Linked DNA regions of Sus scrofa: region 2 is linked to region 1. Evidence: chromatin contacts called from public HiChIP or PLAC-seq data. All regions are on one chromosome and are shown on one strand. Each heading gives the region's core, a stretch centred on a gene start, on an enhancer-like site or on the middle of the called end of the contact. The rest is flanking DNA. Distances are from core to core; before and after follow the strand shown.

What was found. HiChIP or PLAC-seq counts read pairs in DNA pulled down with a chosen protein or histone mark.
Region 2: a contact with region 1 is called in an H3K27ac HiChIP or PLAC-seq map of skeletal muscle. The contact joins the promoter of LOC100522725 here to the promoter of MACROD1 in region 1. A contact is called at or near these places in 4 of 5 promoter capture datasets (fetal liver, liver and skeletal muscle), 2 of 47 Hi-C or Micro-C datasets (both in liver) and 2 of 2 datasets of contacts at active chromatin or transcription factors (alveolar macrophages and skeletal muscle).

The regions. Positions count from the first base shown.
Region 1 is chr2:7,936,051-7,941,582 of Sscrofa11.1, reverse strand. MACROD1 (MACRO domain containing 1) reads right to left here and starts at 2,458. Exons shown (of 11, transcript NM_001204770.1): 1 at 2,101-2,458. The coding sequence starts at 2,398. STIP1 (stress-induced-phosphoprotein 1) reads left to right here and starts at 2,583. Exons shown (of 15, transcript XM_003353794.4): 1 at 2,583-2,891.
Region 2 is chr2:8,101,297-8,106,594 of Sscrofa11.1, reverse strand. It overlaps LOC100522725 (cytochrome c oxidase subunit 8A, mitochondrial), which reads left to right and starts at 3,282. Exons shown (of 2, transcript XM_003122583.5): 1 at 3,282-3,506; 2 at 4,653-4,986. The coding sequence starts at 3,393. The coding sequence ends at 4,748.

The sequences.
Region 1 (5,532 bases), core at 1,209-3,708:
ACAGCAATGCAGGATCCGAGCCGCGTCTGCAACCTACACCACAGCTCACGGCAACGCCGGATCGTTAACCCACTGAGCAAGGGCAGGGACCGAACCCGCAACCTCATGGTTCCTAGTCGGATTCGTTAACCACTGCGCCACGACAGGAACTCCCCAACAGCCATTTCACTTGACCGGGCCATCTGGGAAGGGCTCACTCCAGCCCCACCCAAATCTCCACCGACCTCCTGAGAAATCCACAGCCTGACCTAAGCTCCCAGTTCTAGACCCAGTTCTAGACCTCAGAGACTCTGAGATAAATGTTTACTGTTTTAAGCTGCTAAATGTCCAGTAATTTGTTATTATGCAGCAAGACGCCACTAAAACACAGAGATCTCTCTGTGTCTCACTCCCACAAGCTACCATCTAAGGGCTGCCGGCGCTCCTGAGGCAAGCCCACCCGCCTCACACTGCCCCCTGGCTGGACACTGGATTCGGCCAGCCCCATCCGCCATGGCTTCTCCACTGCATTGACCTCTACCTGGCATTGTCTGGTTGCCTTGGTCACATCCTCTGCAGTCCCTTCTCCCTAAGCTCTGGGAGGGCAGGGCCCCTGCCTGTCTCCCCAGCACCATGGCAGTGCTGGTTACATAGAAAGCACTTGATAAAAATGGACTCAATGAATGGCAAGCCCAACAGCTGGGAATGGCTGGCCTGTCAGCTGCATGGGGTCTGGAAGTTTGGGGCGGCACCAACGATTGGGAGGGGGCGGGGAGCTGGGTCCTAGAAGGAACGGTGCCTGGGTCCCCAGCTGCCCCAGCTCTCTTTCCTACCACCCTGAGCTGCCGTTCTCTGAAAAGAAGGGAAAGTGGGGATCCCTGCGGGGCAAACCCCCTACTCCCCACCAGGGTGTTCTGGGGCCAGAGCTGGGGGCGTGACAAACACTCCTTGCGCTCCAAGAGCAAAGTCAAGTGCCTCCTGCCGGCGCTTTAAGATCCCCGGGAGGGTGCCGCAGTTCCTGACAGGGGCAAGTCATCTTGAACTCCACCTCCAATCCCGAGAGGACGCCGTCTGCTGGCCCCCAACCACACCCCGCCCCAGGCCTGCCTTCCCAGCCCCATTGGCTGAAACCCACTCCACCACATGGGCCCAGCCAATGAGCTGCCGTCCCTGCCCTTTTGAAAGGGGATCCAGCCGGGAATGGTCACAAGAGCCCAGGGAGCAGGCCCTGAAGGGCAGGGGCAGCTGGGGCTATTTGCGGCTCCGCAGGTCAGGTTGCTTTGCCTTCCCTGTTCGGTCCAGGCCCAGAGTCCAGCCCTGGGCCTCATGCCCACCAGGACTCATGCCCTGCCCCTGAGCAGGAGGAAATGGCTTGATTCCTGGGGGTGGGCGGGAGGGGGTGTCACTGTTCTCAGACAAAATGCACTATCTCTGCCATGCCCTCCAGCTCCTCTGCCCTGTGCTCCCCAGGAATGAGACAGAAACTGCTCACAAGTGGCCAGAGGCCAGCGATAAGGGCAAAAGGGCACCAGACCACGTGCCCAGAGAGGCAGGCTCCCAGGGTAGCGATGGGGGGGATCCCGCCTGCACAGAGAGGCCCCTCCTCTTGGCCATCTGATCCCACCAGGTGGGACACCAGCCCCAGAGCTGTTCCCTCTGCCCATTCCCTGCCACTCTGCCTAAAATGCCATCACTTGAGAAACCGTACTTTGCAAAGCCTGGGGAGTTCAGAGCCTTCTTTCAGATCTGAAGCAAACTCCGAGTGACCTTGGGCTCCTGGGTTCAGGCACTGAGCCTCAGTTTCCCTTCTGCACAACAGAGTAGGCAGCAGGCCCTCGATGATCTCCGCAGGTGCCGTGTGACCCATCCCAGCGAGGGGAGGCCACCCTCCTCACACACCCCTCGACTGGGGACCTAGACCTGGTCTGGTGCTAGGTGGTTCAAGGCACTGGGCACATGGGGGGCGTGGCTGTGAAGGGGGGGTGTCCCTACCAGGGGACAGGGGGTCTTAACTTCCCCAGGTCTCTGGGGTGGACGAGGCTGCTGGTGGGGTGCCGTCCAGCCGGTGAAGGCCCAAGTAGGGCTGCCCTCGGCCCTCGCCCCCCTCCTGCTTACACTTACATTTTGCCTCCTTCCAGTCGGTGGAGGTGCTCAGGTCCACCTTCGCCGCCATGGCCAGGGGGGCCCAGGTGCGCACCCCGGCTCTCCGCCCCACTGCTGCCGCCCCCCCAGCCCCAACTCCCGCTGGGGTCCGCGCGCCGGAGTCGTACGCGCCCAGGGACGCCGGGGGACCGCACGCACTGCTGCGGGTCCGCGTGGCACCCGCTGAGGGGCCGGGCCAGGGGCGCGGGGCGCCGAGCAGCTGCCCCGCCGCGCGCAGCTGTGCCAGGCGGCCGGACACTCGGCTCTGCAGAGACATGAGCGGGCGGCGCAGGGCGGCTCCCCGCCCACTTGGACTCTATTTACGGTGCTAGGAGAGTCTCTCCCTTATTTACACGGGGACCGGGTGGCTCGTGCCAGCCCGCGGCGACCTGCTCGGGAGCCAGCGAGCCGCGCGGCCAGAAAACCCGGGCGCGCCGCTGGGCACCCTGGAACTTGTAGTCCCGGCCGCCGGAGGGGCCCGCACACTCCTATACACACGTGCGCGCCCCGCCTGGGCCTGCGTGGGTCGAGCCGCACGCAAGCCCTGCTCTCGGAGGGTCGCCGGCAGCCGTGCGCTCTTTCGGGATTGGCCCAGCCACCGCCAACTTCCTGGGCCGAGGCGCCTCCCGCGCGCGACCCCGGCCCCCCTCCGCCCCTCGGTACAGAGCCGAGCGCAGCTCCCCAGGGGTCAAGCGGCCCCACCCTGTCCCCAGTTCCTGAGAGCCGCGGGTCCCAAGCGGCCCTGGGAAGGTGACGAGTGGCACGAACAGGTATGTCCGGTTGGGCAACTTTCCCCAGGCCGCTGAGCGGCTGCCTCTTAGCCCCAGGGGCAGAGATGCGCGGGGCCGCGCGGGGCCGCGGCTGGAACCAAAGCTAGAGCAGCTGAGGAGGCAAAGCTGGAAATCTTGGAATTTGAAGGCAAAAAACTAGAGCTCCAAGAGCGTTCTTGGGTGGAAGAATTGGGATGATTTTTTTCTTCATATTTTTCCTAATTTCTTACAAGGACTGTAAAGGTAGATTTTTAAAATACATTGTCTTTCTATACCATTTTATTATTGGATAAATATAATAGTGCATATTTTTAAAACCTGGGACAAGGAGCCAGGGTTCCAGAGAAGGTTTTAGTACCAGCTCTGCTCACTCTTACCCTTGTGACTTGCTTCTTGGGCTGTAAATTAGGAGGAAGGATTTCCTGATGTGGCTCAGCGGAAACGAATCTAACTAGTATCCATGAGAACGCAGGTTCCATCCCTGGCCTTGCTCAGTGGGTTAAGGATCCAGCGTTGCTGTGTGTAGGCCGGCAGCTACAGCTCCGATTCGACCCCTAACCCAGGAACCTCCATATGCCTCTGGTGCAGCCTTATAAAGACAATTAAAAAAAAAAAATTAGGAGGAAGACATAGTTCAGGTCTAGCTGGTTGCAGACCTGCTTCTGTGTACCTGGCCTCTCTGGTGCTGTGTAGCAGGAACCCTGGACAGGACTGCAGGGAGGATCACAGAACAGCCCCCTGTGGATGCAGCTGACGTCACCATGGTTCCCAAGAAAGGATCAGCAGCAGACCTGTAGACCGGGAGGTAGACAGTGATCAGCCCTGGGAGGGAGGGTAGAGAGGGACCATCATAAACCAGGGGACAGGAAGCCACTTGTTGCTTCTCCAGTAACTCAGCCGTGTAAGAAGGGCCTTGCCAACTGCATCCAGGACAGCAACCACCCACAGGGTACGAGGTACCAGCCCTTGCCAAGATAAGCCCTCTACAACCATTTGCTCTCCCTTTCTTAACTCAATATGTGTTCCTGGCGAGGCAGCACTGCCCCAGAGCACAGATAAGAAGCCAGGACTGGCTCAAGGCCAACACGGCCTTTGAGGGTCAGAGCCCAGGCTGAGCTCAAGGTTGTTTGGTTCCCATCTGTGGTCTGGAAAGTCATTAGGCAGATGTAACTGATTCAGGCAATGAAGCATGTGGGTGACCCTGTGTTTGAGTTTCCTATTGTTGCTATAACAAATTATCATAAATTTAGCAGCTTAAAGAACAAACAAAATTCATTTTCCTAAAGTTCTGTAGGTTAGAAGTCTGAGCTGAGTCTCACTGAGCTAAAATCACGGTGTCAGCACCAGCTTCCAGAGACCACCCCCCTTCTTCGACTCTCGGCCCTCTTCCTCCATCTTCAAAGCCAGCAGTGTCGCATAACTCAGACCAGTCTTCCCTAGTGGCTTTTCCCTCTGACTTGCTTCTGCTTCCCTCTTGCATTTTTCAAGGACCTGTGCGATTACGGTGAATTCACCAGGATAATCCAGGATCATCTCCCCACTTAAACTCCGCTGATTAGCAACCTTAATGCCATCTATGCCCTTAACTCCCTTTTGCCCGTAAGGCAGCATATTTACAGGCTCCGGGGATTAGGATGCAGACATCTTTGGGGGTCGTTATTCTACTTACTACACCCTTCCTGGCAAAGTCTAGGGAGGAGGACAAGGAGAAGCAGGGAACCCGGCAGTAGAAACTCTCAGTGCCTATCAGGAGGCTGCCTTCTGTATGGTCTGAAATTCGTCTCCCAAGGCTAGGCCATTGAATCACCCTGGACATCCTGGGCATCTGAGTTGGTTTGTCTGTTTTTCTTTCTTTTTTTTTTTTTTTTTTTTGGCCACACCTGCAGCATGCAGAAGTTTCCAGGCCAGGGGCTAAACCCACACCACAGCTGTAACCAGAGCCACAGCAGTGCCAACACCGGATGCTTTTTTTTTTTTTTTTGCTTTTTAGGGCCACATCCACGGCACATGGACATTCCCAGGCTAGGGGGCTAATCAGAGCTGCAGCTGCCAGCCTGCTATGCCACAGCCATGCCAGATCCAAACCACATCTGCAACCGACACCACAGCTCATGGCAATGCCAGATCCTTAACCCACTTAAAGATCCCATCCTTAATGCCAGAGATCGAACCCACGTCCTCATGGATATTAGATTTGTTTCCACTGAGCCACTATGGGAACTCCCGTTTCTTTTTGCCAGGATTTAGCTCTGTTCTCACACAGCAGTCAGGATGGAGAAGGCCCCAGCCATAGCCCACCAAGTTCTGGTCTAAAGAGAGACTGGGCCCCACACTCAGATGGGTCTAGGCAGGGAGGTATGGTTCTGACTTGGCAAGGCAGGACCTCTTCACAGAGTTTCAGCCCTGAACCTTTTATTTACTTATATATTTTTGGCCTCACCTGAGGCTTGTGGAAGTTCCCAGGCCAGGGATCGAACCCACACCATAGAAGCAATCCAAGGCATAGAAATGACAACACCAGATCCTTAACCTGCTGCACCACAAGGGAACTCTCTCAGCTGGACCTTTTAGAAAAGGTAAAATTTTGCCTACCAAAAATGTGTGTGTCAGGAGCATTCCAGGCCAAGGGACCCACAGAAGC
Region 2 (5,298 bases), core at 2,033-4,532, 160 kb before region 1:
TTTATAGTGTTTCATTGTGTAAAACATCACCCAGACTCACTGCTCTCTGGTCGAAGGACTGTCCCCAGTTTGGGGGAGGGGTGGGCTGCTGGGGGGCTGGGGAGAGAGCAGAGATTTAGGTGCCAACCCTGCCCCAGCATTTCCAGACTCAGCTGTCTTAACCTAACCTTGGCCAGCCTCTTTTCTTTTCTCCTCTTTGACGTGGTTTCTTTTTTTTTTTTTTTTTTTTGGTTTTTTAGGGCATATGGAGGTTCCCAGGCTTGGGGTCCAATCGGAGCTGTAGCCGCCGGCCTACGCCACAGCCACAGCAACATGGGATCTGAGCCACATCTGCGACCTACACCACCGCTCACAGCAACGCCAGATCCTTAACCCACTGAGGGAGTCCAGGGATCGAACCTGCGTCCTCATGGATGCGAGTCAGATTCGTTAACCACTGCGCCACATGGGGAACTCCTTTGACATAGGTTCTGAAAGACGTCGCCTCACCGGAGTCATGTGGAAAGCCCTGGAACAGCACCGATGTGCCAGCTCAACACATGTACACTCCTTTTCCTCCAGCGGAGGGCGGAGGAGATGAATGTGAGGTTCTTCAAGGGAGTGACCCAGAGAACCAGAGAGGCCTGTCCCCTCCCAAAGTCTCTCCAGGCCTCCTGCCCGGCAACGCTCTAATCCAGGTGTTACTACTTTGTTCACAGGACAAAGGACCGACAAAGCCCATAGGGCTGCAGAGAGGTCCCTCTCCCTTCATTCTCCCAGGGCCAGGCAGCCGGGCTGGGCCATCGCGCCTTGGGATGGGGGAGGAAGGTGCTTAGAAGCCTCTGTCCTGAGCTCTTTGCCAGGGCCCGAGCAGGGTGAGGGCAGGGGCCTGGTAGCTGGGGGTGAGGCTGGACCAAGACTGCTGGACATTAACAACACCCAGCAAAGCGGGGGAGAAGTTGGGAGGGGTGGAGAAGGGCCCTGGAGGCTCAGGGCCTGGGAGCCCATCCCTCCACGAAGTTCAGGCACGGCCGGCCCTTTGGAGCACTCTGGGTCCCTTCCCACCTTTCTGTGAGTACACCCACCTCCCTGCTCCCATGGGGCAGGGGCTTCTCCCCCAAAGCTCTTAATTTCCGGGTTTCTTGTCACCTTACTTGACCCCCATCCTTTGATGTAAAAGGAGCCTTTGATATTATTGGCCATGATATCAAAACTGGAACTTCTGGAAATTCTCCCTTTGTAGCAGCTTTTGTGGTGGATAAAAGTGTAAGTTTCTGACTTCCCGTGTGGCGCAGAGGAGATGAATCTGACTAGTAACCAGGAGGTTGCAGTTTCAATCCCTGGCCTCGCTCAGTGGGTTGAGGATCTGGCATTTTGCCGTGAGCTGTGGTGTAGGTTGCTCGGATCTGGCATTGCTGTGGCTGTGATGTAGGCCAGCAGCTGTAGCTCCTATTGGACCCCCTAGCCTGGGAACCTCCAAAAAAAAAAAAAGTGGGGGTTTTGGATGGATAGATCTGCCCTGGAATCCTGGCTAGGCAGCCTTGAAGCTGCATGACCTTGACTAGGCCATGCAGTTCTCCAGGCTTATTTCTTCACTTGTAAAACATTTGAAATAATAATTACATCTACCTCATGACACTTAGTGAAGGTGAAATGAATAAATCATACAGGTAAGGCCCAGCTCGGTGGCGGTTCCCCTGCCCCTTTCCTGTTCTCCTCTACCTACTCTTTAGTCTCCTGCAATTCATAAATGTTCTTGGAATGTGGGTCAGACCCTTTGGAGACAGTGATGAACCCGATACAGGCAGGCTCTGCCCTCAGATGGTCCCTAGGCTAGAGGCGGAGGCCACAGCTGTGGCAGTCCTACCACAGGGGCTGCTGGGCACAGAGGTGGCAAAAGGCTTCCTGAGACAGTGCTGCCCCTTCCCTTCCTTTCACATCATGGCACTTCTCATTAAGTGTCCGTCTCTGACTCTGGAATGTCAGTTCTGTGATAAGGGAGTCCTTGGTCACCTTGCTCAGTCTGTGTCCAGAACAGTTCCTGGCACACAGCAGGGACTAGTAAATATTTGTTTTGTGTGTGTGTGTTTTGTTTTTTGTCTTTTTTTTTTTTTGTCTTTTTAGGGCCACACCTACGGCATATGGAAGTTCCCAGGCTAGGTGTCAAGTCAGAGCTGTAGCTGCCAGCCTACACCACAGCTGCAGCAACACAGGATCCGAGCCTCGTCTGTGATCTACTCCACAGCTCACAGCAACACCCGATCCTTAACCCACTCAGTGAGGCCAGGGATCAAACCCAAAACCTCATGGATACTAGTTAGGTTCATTAACTGTTGAGCCACGAGGGGAACTCCAATATTTGTTGACTAAAGTTAGTTGTATCAGTAAGTGGAGGCCTGGAAGGAGGAGTTTCAGTGGTGAAAAAGAAAGGCTAGGTAGGTAAGAGCTGAAAAAGTGTTCTATAGAACACAAGATCCGAAGAAACAAAAGACTTGGGATGGGGGAGTGGGGGTGCAGGGAAGAACCACAGAGCCAGGAGGGTAGAATAGGCTGGACAGTGACATTCAGGAATTGAGATTTTTGTCTAGTAAGCAATGAGGAGCCACGGGTTTTTAAAGTAGGTGTAATGACTGGACTTGGTTAGATTTATGTTTAAAGGGAGGGGAGTTCCCATCGTGGCTCAGCAGGTTAAGAACCTGACTAGTATCAATGAGGATGTAGTTTCAATCCCCGGCCTCTGCCAATGTGTTGAGGATCCGGCAAAGGCAGCAAGCTGTAGCTCGGATTTGGAGTCAGTCCCTGTGGCTGTGGCATAGGCCCGTAGCTGCAGCTCTGATTGGACCCCTAGCCTGGGAACTTCCATATGCCGCAGGGGCGGCCCTGAAAAAATAAAGACAAGGGAGGAAGGTCGGGAGAAAGGTCGGCTGCTACCGCATGGAGACAGGAAGTGGAGAGCAGAATAGTAGACGGGGAGATTCCATAAGGAAGTTCCAGACATTCAGGTCAGAAATAAAGGAAGCCTGGCGGGAAGAGGGGATTACTGAATAGAGATTTGAGAATGAATGGAGGGAGGAGTCAAGGGTGCCGCCTAGGCTGTTGGCTTATGTGATTGGGTAGTCACATCTGGCACTCACGAAGATGGACTGCCTTGGAGGCGGGACATGAAGGGAAGTAACTCCGCCCCCGTGCTCCGCCCTTCGGTGGTAAGATGGAGTCGATTGGCTGTTTTGAGGAAGGCGCCAAAAACTGACAGGGGCCAGCAGGAGGTGAATCCCTACGTCACTTCCTAGGGACTTCCGGGCCGCTCTTCTCCCCTGCCTCCGCAGCCGCGGAACTTCCGGCTGAGGCCGCCATTTTGACTTCGCGACCTTGGGCTCCGGCTGCGAGCTGTTTGCAGGCGGCTGTTTGCCGTGATGTCCGCGCTGACTCCGCTGCTGCTCAGGGGCCTGACAGGCCCGGCCCGACGGCTCCTGGTGCCACGTGCCCAGGTTCATTCCAAGCCGCCGCGGGAGCAGCTCGGGTCCATGGTAAGGAGCAGGCCGCGAAGGGCCTGGGAGATGCCGCGGGCCCTGCCGGGGGCCCTCAGCATAGCAGGGAGCAGCAGCACTGGTTTGGGCAGGTCTGGGGGGCGCAAACGAGGGGACGGTGCCCGGGCGACAGACGGTGCTCAGTCAGTCCAGCCCTGACTCCTTCGCTGTGCACGCTCGAGCAAGCTTCCATTGCTCTGCCTGAGCCTGTTTACACCTTGGCTTATTGAAGGGGGTGGGGGTGGCTGACGGCTGTCGGCGCTTTTAATTATTGGGGGGGGGTCAGGAGGACCCCAGTAGGCCTTAGTAATTCTCAGAAATATGGGAGAGTTTAACCCTTCATGACTTTCACCTGTTTGGCCCTTTTCTGCAATTGCCTCAGTGGCAGCAGTCGGCCTTGAATGCGAGCTTTCAGAGTCCAGGTTAGTGGACCTGCGGTTAGGAGCAGAGCCTGGAGAGCGCAGCGGGTGGAGGAATAACAGTGACAGTAGTTGCAGCTGAGTGGCTGCTGTGTGCCAGGCACGGTGCTAGGACTGCCGGGCTGGTCTCCTTCGGTCCTGCCAGTGACCCCAGGAAAGGGCCGTTAATCTCCATTTCGTGGTTGACCAAGCGAAGTGGCAAAGAAGGCATTTGAACTCAAGCCTGACCCCTGGTTGTGTGAGTTGTTTCTTTGTTTTTTTTAGGGTCTCTCCCGCAGCATGCGGAAGGTCCCAGGCTTGGGGTCTAATCAGAGCTGCAGCTGGCAGCCTACGCCACAGCTCAGGGCAACGCCGGATCCTTAACCCGCTGAGCGAGGCCAGGGATCCAACCCGCGTCCTCATGGGAGGGGGAGGTGCTTTTTTTTTTAGAGTTACTGGTCTATGCAAGGTTCCTAGGTCCCAGCATACCTGCTCTAGGACACGTTTAAATCCTTGTTCCTGTCCCTTCACTGTCATCTGGTGGTAGGTTTCACCATGGATCCTGACCCCCAGGCTGACCCCCCACCCCCACATCTGACTCTTTACCTTAAGGGCTCAAGGGCGCCGTGGATCTGCTACCGCCCTCCCCTCCCCTCCCCTGGAGCCTGAATCTTGGTTCCTGGAGGGGCTTTCTGCTGTTTGAGAAGCCTGTGGAAGCCTTACTCTGGGGGTTCCTTCTCCTGTGCAGGATGTCACCATCGCGCTCACCGCCTGCTTCGTGAGTTTCCTCCTGCCCGCGGGCTGGGTCCTGTCACACCTGGACAGCTACAAGAAGCGGGAGTGAAGGGAGCTGCCCTCGCTCACTCGCGCTGTGACCTGGCCACCCCAGCCTGTCCTGACATGTCTGCTGCATCCCTGGCCGGCCTCCTTGGGATCATGTCCTTCAGTTACAGTGACCTCTTCTGCAGCCATGACCTCTCCATTCCTCCATGGTGACATCCTGGGACCACATGTATTGGTTTATAAGGCCTGCTTGGTAGGGCCTCCCTTGTAACAATAAAGTCTGTTTAAACCCTGCTGCAGAAACTCCTCATGCCTTGGAACCTGGGCTCCGTCTCCTACTCGCGCTGAGGATGGTGTTGGGTGGGGTGTGGAGAGGAGGGCCTGGCCGCCCCATGGTCCTGCCGGCTCCCTGCGCTGTGGTGGGTCGGGTGTGCTCAGCCATTATCCTTGCTGCTTTGTGTGCTTGCCTCTGTTTACATGGCTTCTGGCTTCTGTGGAGGACAAACCCTGTTGTCATTGGGCAGCCTTTCCTGCTTCCCCTCTAGCTCTCTTGTTTTTGCCGAGCCCAAGACCCTGTGTCTGTCTGTCCAGTGGGGTCCACTCTGCGGCTG